Linked DNA regions of Muntiacus reevesi: region 1 is linked to region 2. The links are chromatin contacts, called in public Hi-C maps. All regions are on one chromosome and are shown on one strand. The core of a region is the stretch at or near the end of the contact, and the rest is flanking DNA. Distances in the headings are between cores, read along the strand shown.

Evidence for each region. Hi-C and Micro-C count contacts between places; a contact is called where the count stands out from the background.
Region 1: a contact with region 2 is called in a Hi-C map of blood, with 5 times the contacts expected there. The contact joins the promoter of RAB28 here to the promoter of BOD1L1 in region 2. A contact is called at or near these places in 2 of 3 Hi-C or Micro-C datasets (blood and muscle).

What each region holds. Positions count from the first base shown.
Region 1 is chr22:8,458,895-8,462,517 of mMunRee1.1, reverse strand. RAB28 (RAB28, member RAS oncogene family) reads right to left here and starts at 1,505. Exons shown (of 8, transcript XM_065914325.1): 1 at 1,229-1,505. The coding sequence starts at 1,303.
Region 2 is chr22:8,329,170-8,332,885 of mMunRee1.1, reverse strand. BOD1L1 (biorientation of chromosomes in cell division 1 like 1) reads right to left here and starts at 1,509. Exons shown (of 26, transcript XM_065913886.1): 1 at 1,171-1,509. The coding sequence starts at 1,407.

The DNA of each region.
Region 1 (3,623 bases), core at 256-2,755, 130 kb before region 2:
GAAACCAGCATCCAAACTACACCAGGCACACGGAAACATCGAGTGGAAAACGGAACACTGGTAACAATAATAAACCTGCGTTTCTGGAGCCTCTGCTTGGGAAAAGGGACGGGAGAAGAAAGGAGACAAACTTTAGCAGTATGACCGGAGACAGCGTTGGCGCCACTGACAGAAGCGACAGGTGTGAAGGTTCCCTGGGCAGAGGCTCTGCTCTTTATTTGGGGGGCGGGGCGGATCCAGAATCCTTCAAGATCTTACGGATGGTCTTCAAAGAGCAAGGACCGGGCAATGTTTACTCCATTTCAGGAGCTCCACAACCCTGGGTTAAAGACCCCTGCCTCGGAGGTAAAGGGGACTTGGCTCTCGCACTCACTTTATTCAATCAACTGTCATCACAGGACAGATTTTAAGGCAAAGATGCCATCCATCTGTCATGCCAACAGCCCTGCCCTCAGCACCCAGGCCACAAGAGGAGCTCAAGTGATATTTTTTGAATGAATGTTTGTGTTAACAGGTGCTGTGCTGGGGAACAGAGATGACCAGGTGTGGTGCTCTAAGACAGCAACTAACGTTTACTGCGTGCACTTCGTGTGCTGCAAGCTGCATGTAGATGTTTACATTCCCTGTGGATTCGCACACTTCACCCCTCCGAAGCGACCCCTATCAACATACCCAGCCTACAGATGAAGCACAAATAGGGATAGCAATTTGCCCTCTAGTGACCCAAGAGATGGGAGCCCGAATTCTCTCACCCAGGGAGTCTGATTCAAGAATCAAGTTCTTGGGAGCTCCCAGTGCAGCGGAGGCATCAGAAACGGTAAATGGGATGGGGGGAAGGCGCAAAGTGTGACCTGGACTAAAGGAAAAACAGGTAAGATGTTTTGGCAGATCCTTGCTAGTCCTCAGAGGCGAGAAGCTGGAAAGCTTCCCAGGGAGGCGATGCTGGCTCAGGTCTTGAAGAGAAGTAGGAGTTCGCGATCCAGGCAGGGATTAGGAAATGACTTCTTTTTTTTCCTAAGGGAGCTGGACAGCTCTCGTCGGACTTCAAGCATCTAATTTGTGTCGGGCCCCAAGCCACCTCCTGGCGGGCCTGAGCCCAGACGCCCCGGCACTCGCGGAAATAAGGCGACGCCCGGGGGGACGGGGAGGAGGAGGAGGTTTGAAGGGCGCCGGGGCCGCGCCGGGATTCCTTGCAGGCCTGGCACGGCAGGCGCAGCAGAGGACTGACCTTCCCGGAGGTGCCGTCCCCCAGCACGACGATTTTCAGTTGCCGTTCCAGGCTCTCCTCCTCAGAGTCCGACATGGTGTCCCAGGAACGAGGCCCGCCTCCCCTCCCTCCCACCGACCCCACCCCCGCGAAATAGGAGGAGGAAGGGAAAGAGGGATCTCCGGGGGGCGGGGGAGAGGAGGAAGGCCGGCAGCGGGGACAGGACTCGGTGTCTCAGAGGCAGATGGAGGTAGCCGGGGAGATCACTCGCCGAACGCCATCTTGCCCGCCGCCCCGCCCCTTGAGCCCGGCCCCACCCCCCACCGCGCTACGTCAGGCGCACAGTCCCGCCCCCACCGCGCGCTACGTCAGGCACGCGGCCCCGCCTCTGCGCCAAGCCGCGCAGACCGCGAGCCTCCCTGGCGGGCCCGCCCAAGTGCCGGCCTGGGCCGAGGGGGCCTTCGAACCGGGCAGGCAAGACGAGGCACTATCCCTCGCAGGGACCGTTAGCGAGATGAAAAGAAAAAAAAAAGAGTATAATTTAAACTACATAGAAAAAGCAGGAGCAGAGTAGCGCATAGACGGTCTGTGAAATCCCCTTGTTTCCATCATCTCCCCCGGTGGCGATCCCTGAAATGAATGGTTTAGCCTGACTAGGCGGGTGGGCGGGGTGACACCGAGGCTGCGATCCGCGGTTGCCATGGGAGCCCGGACCCGGAAACGAGGCGGCGGGGCGGGGCCTGTCTCTGGGCGCCCGGGACGCCGGTTGCCAGGAGGAGCGCGCGCAGAGGAGGAGGGGCCGCGGAGCCGGGTGAGTCGTCGGGGTCGCGCGCCGGTAAGAACTGCGGTGCCGCCGAGGAACAAGCGATGGTTAAGAAAGTGTACCTGCCGCGGGGCGATGCTGCGAGAGTGAAATGTCGGCTTGGCGCTGCCTTCTCGTTTTTTACTCCTCTCAGACCCTGTGTTTTCTTAGCCAAACGGCGGGATCCGATGGTTCCTTCACGAAGTGCTTAAGCTGGAACCGCAGTTCTCAAAGTGTGGTCCGGGTACCCTGTGAGGTCCCAATAAAGTCAGAACTACTTTCCTCATGATTCCTTTTTCTTTCCTTTTTCACGTTCATGTGCTCACAAATATACCTAGAAGTTTTCCAGAGGTTGCATAATGTGTATGGCATCACCACTGAGAGCTAAAGGGGCAAACGTTTCTCGGTATCCATTTGAATGCAATAATGAGAGTTATAACTTAAAATAAAAACTCTTTGGGGGGTCCACAATAATTCTTAAGAGTATAAATGGAGCCCTTGAACCCCAAAATTTTGAGAACTATTCTGGATGTTCGCAGTCCAGTAGGGTAGGTAAAAAACATATTTGAGCATTTCAACATAGTCAGATAAATTACACAATATTAATGCCAGCCTACTGTGTCTCCTTGTTAATTACTTTTCATGGATTATCACGTTCACTTCTCATGGGAGCCCTATAAATTAGGTAGAATTATCTCATTTTACAGAATAGGAAGCTTAAGTCATAAAAAGCTTAGCTCAGAGGCAGTAGTTCTCAAAGAATATGGGAATTCAAATGGGAAAGCAGTAAAGAGTAAGGAATTACTCATGCTGTCAGCGGAACTGAAGTTCTAATCACAGACCCTCACTCACTATAGGTGTGACCTTGAACCTCAATTTCCTTATCTATAAAAGAGAGGCACCACCTTTTTCATAGGGTCAAGAATTAAAGTAACCACTGCAAAGAAACATAGTACAATGGCTGGCATATAATAAGCACTCAGTACTAATGGGTATCACCCTCCTTGATATCATTAGATATGGTCCGTATTGAAGTGTCACTGCTTTCTACTCATGTTACCTTAAACCCAGGGCTCCATTGTAGAGCCTCAGTCCCTTCACCTGTAGATAGAACCATCCACAGTAGTCACTACCTAGTTGCTATTAGTCCGCAACTCTTTCCCTTCTCCGCTCCACCACCATCACCACCAACTGTCTACATCACTGGGTGTGTTCATGAAAGTTAGGAGAAAAAGGTAAGTGGAAAAGCTCTGCAAAGTCCTTTGTAATTGTTAGGTTGAGGGATCTGTTTCTGATGAGGAAAATTTAACCCCTTCTTGTCCATGATGTCTGCTAACGTGGCTGCAATTGGCTTTCCCACTCATACCTAATGGAAATGGTTTTATGACCCAGTCTGACCAATGAGACAGAAGAATATCCTTTGGGAGACATCTAGGAAAGATTTTCCCCTCTGATTTAAAAAAAAGAAATAAGAGATGCAGAAGGCAGGCTCTCCCCACCCCCTTCCTTTGCTGTCATACTTGGGTAAAGACATAATCTTGGAATTGCTACAGTAGTCTTCACTCTACCTTCCAGGCTTCTTATTTTGTGGAATAATGCTAAGATACCTAAGTG
Region 2 (3,716 bases), core at 260-2,759:
GGAATGGTGTGTGCTTCACCTCAAAGCCCTTTCCTCAAAGAAATACGCTTCTTTAGAAGAGCTGAACATGCTATGTGAAAACCCTGACCCCATCGAAACTCTGAACCAATGAACCAAACTAGATTTAAGTTAAAAAAAAAAAAAGTTTTCCCCCAACTGGTTCCAACCAAAGCTTCCTGCTTCACTTGCTTCTAGACCTACTGGGTTTCCATCCATCTACTGAATGCACCTTCCCGTTTTCTCTACTCAGCCTTTGCAGAACCACTCAGGATGACCCGCTCCTGCTAATCCCCCTTTCACTTTGACCCTTGGTACAAACTCCCTTTCCCTTCCCAGCCCCGCTATTTTTATACAGGGAACTCTTCCCCTATACCCCTTACTCTTCCTAACTCACTCTTCTGTCCAGTCCTTCTTCCACTTCAGTATTTGCCGTCACCTCTCCTCCGTCCTTTCCTCCGTTCCCTCTACCCCTCCCCTCTAACCCCTCCTCCCTTCTCCCTTGAGACATGACTTGACCTGAGGGATTAAATCAGAGTCCCTGGGGGAAAGAGAAGCCCCCCCCCCCCCCCCCGTACCCTACCTTTCCATCGACCAGCTCTGCGCCCCTCACCAAGTTCAGCATTGCAACACTGCAAACAATTCGATTCATTACCAGTTTGCGCTTTCTCCGAAGGACAAAGACCTGACCCTTACCAGCAATCTTCAAGAAAGGAGGCAAAAATAACTTGGGACGCAAAGTAAACCAGGGGTGGGGAGCGGTGAGTGGAAATCAGAGATGAGAGCGCCGTTAGCCTTAATGCGGACGAGTCTCCCAAAGACCAGTAACTCGGTGGGGCTCACCCCTATATCCCCAGCACCTAAGCAGTGCCTGGCACGTAGGAGATGCTTAACGCTAGTCTGTTAAAGCAACGAAAGGCTGAGCGAATGAATGAACACAGCGAGCCCCACAGCGCCGGGCACGAATCGGCCCCTCCGAGAGGAAGCGGCCGCGCAGGGAACTCCGGGGTGGGCAGGCGGCGCGCTCCAGAGCGGGCCCCGGGGCTGGGGACGCGAGGCAGCCGCCGGCCCACCGACCGATGGCGGGCCACCGACGGCCTGCCCGGCAAGGTGGCGGCCCGTGGGGTCGTCCCCGGTCCCCGCGCGCCCGCAGCTCCCCCGCGCACCCCGCACCTTGGTGTCCACGTCGGCCAGGCAGTCCCGGCGGAACTGGTCGAAAAGCCCCTGGCTCTTGAGGTGGTTCACGATCATGGCCACGAGCTGCGGGTCCCCGGCGCCGGCGCCCGCACCCCCGGCCCCGCCCGCGCCCGAGCCAGCCCCGGGGCCGGGCGGCGGCGGCGGCGGCTGCGGCTGCGGCGGGGGAGGCGGCGGCGCGGGAGGAGGTGGCTGCGGCTGCGGGTTGGTGGCCATGGCGGCCTGGGCCCGGGGAGGAGCGCAGTGAGCCCCGGGCGGGCGGCGCTCCTGGGAGGCGGCGGTTGCACCGGTCCCGCCGCCTGAGGGAAGCCAACGGGATGTTGTTACGGAACCAGCGGATCCAGAGCGACCCCGGAAGTGAAAGGGAACTACGGGGAACGGGGGGGGGGGTGCGGGGGGAGGAAGGAGGAAGGAATTTAAAAAAAAGCGGTGACAAAAGCAACAGAGGTGCGTCTACGGCGGCCGCGAGGGGCCAGTTCCGGTTTTCGCGGAGCACGGGCGCCCTCGCGAGGCTGGGCTAGGTGGGAGGCGGCGGCCTGAAACCCGGCTGCGCCGGCAGCGAGCGGCGGGCGGTCATCGGGGGCCTGGCTTTGGAGTCCTGGGCCGTCGGGCTTTCGACTGGCGCAACACCCCGGGGCCCGAGGGCCGGCTGAGCGGCGGCACGCGGGGCCGGGCCGGCCGGGGCCGGGGAGCGAAACGTAGGCCGGGTTCGAGCCGCGATGGCGTTTAGGCCTGACGCTCTTGTTCCTGTTTCCCAGAGCGGTTGAGATCCGTAGACATTCCCGTGCAAACGCGTGGGTAGAACTGCTTACTCTTAACTCTCCCAGACTTCCTCGTTCTCAGTCTGTGATCTCTCTGCTGCCCGCCCCATCCCTTTTTTCCCTGAAGCATCCTCCGTTGCGTCTGTGGCCAGGAATCCGATTCCTCCAGCGTCTCCTTGCCACGCGGGAAGACAGGACTCCCCCCCCGCCCCGGCTTTCAGCTTTCAGGGTGTTGCTTTTGATTAGTTTGATCATATGGTAATACTTATAAAGCACTGTCGCTAGGTGCTAGGCGTGGCATTTAGTTTAGATGCATGAATTCTTCCAGTGTTCGGAAGAGCGCTAAACTAGCTCTCAGTTCAGTTCAATTGCTCAGTCGTGTCCGACTATTTGCGACCCCTTGAACGGCAGCACGCCAGGCCTCCCTGTCCATCACCAACTCCTGGAGTTTACGCAAACTCATATCCATCAAGTCGGTGATACTGTCCAACCATCTCATCCAGTGTCGTCCCCTTCTCCTCCCGCCTTCAATTTTCCCCAGCATCAGGATCTTTTAAAATGAGTCATTTCTTCTCATCAACGTGAAAGTGAAGTCGCTCAGTCGTGTCCGATTCTTTGCGACCCCATGGACTGTAGCCTACCACGCTCCTCTGTCCATGGGATTTTCCAGTCAAGAGTACTGGAGTGGGTTGCATTTTCCTTCTCATCAGGTGGCCAAAGTATTGGAGTTGCAGCTTCAGCATCAGTCCTTCCAATGAACACCCCGTACTGATCTTTAGGATAGACTGGTTGCATCTCCTTGCAGTCCATGGGACTCTCAAGAGTCTTCTCCAACACCACAGTTCAAAAGCATCAATTCTTCAGTGCTCAGCTTTCTTTATAGTCCAACTCACATCCGTATATGACTTCTGGAAAAACCATAGCCTCAATGGACCTTTGTTGACAAAGTAATATCTCTGCTTTTTAATATGCTGTCTATGTTGGTCATAACTTTCCTTCCAAGGAGTAAGTGTCTTAACAATTTCATGGCTGCAGACACCATTTGCAGTGATTTTGGAGACCCCCAAAGTAAACTAGCTCTAAACTAGCACTAAACTACTATCACTCATTTGCACATCAGGAAACTGAGATCCAAGAAAGATTAACAGTCCAAGCTTACATAGCAAACCAACTGATTCTGGACTGAGTCTTTTAATCTTTAAAATAATTATTAGTATATGATCGATGGCAGAAGGAGAAGGGGACGACAGAGGATGAGATGGTTGGATGGCATCACCAACTCAATGGACATGGGTTTGGATGAACTCCAGGAGTTGGTGATGGACAGGGAGGCCTGGCGTGCTGTGATTCATGGGGTCGCAAAGAGTCAGACACGACTGAGCAACTGAACTGGAAGCAAAGTGAATATTCCACATGTTTATAATTAGTTGATAAAATGTTTAGGTTATGGGAAAGTACATCTTTTGGTGAAATGGATATTGTTGCTTTTTAAAACCCATAAATCTGTGAATGAATATGTCTTACTGCTAGAATGGGAAGGACTGAGCAAAGGTTTTCTTCATATTTCTAGTTTCTGTAGCTGTGTGACCTGAGAAATTGAGTTCATATAAACTTCTAATGTACCTGGAAACAAAGTTTTCTTATGGCGATATCACTCAGTTCTTGATCTCAAAAAATTAGATTTGATGATCTTTGTGAGATTTTTCAGTTAGACTCTGTTTCAGTTTTGCTGAAAGTCAAGACTTGAAAACCACCCAACTTCCT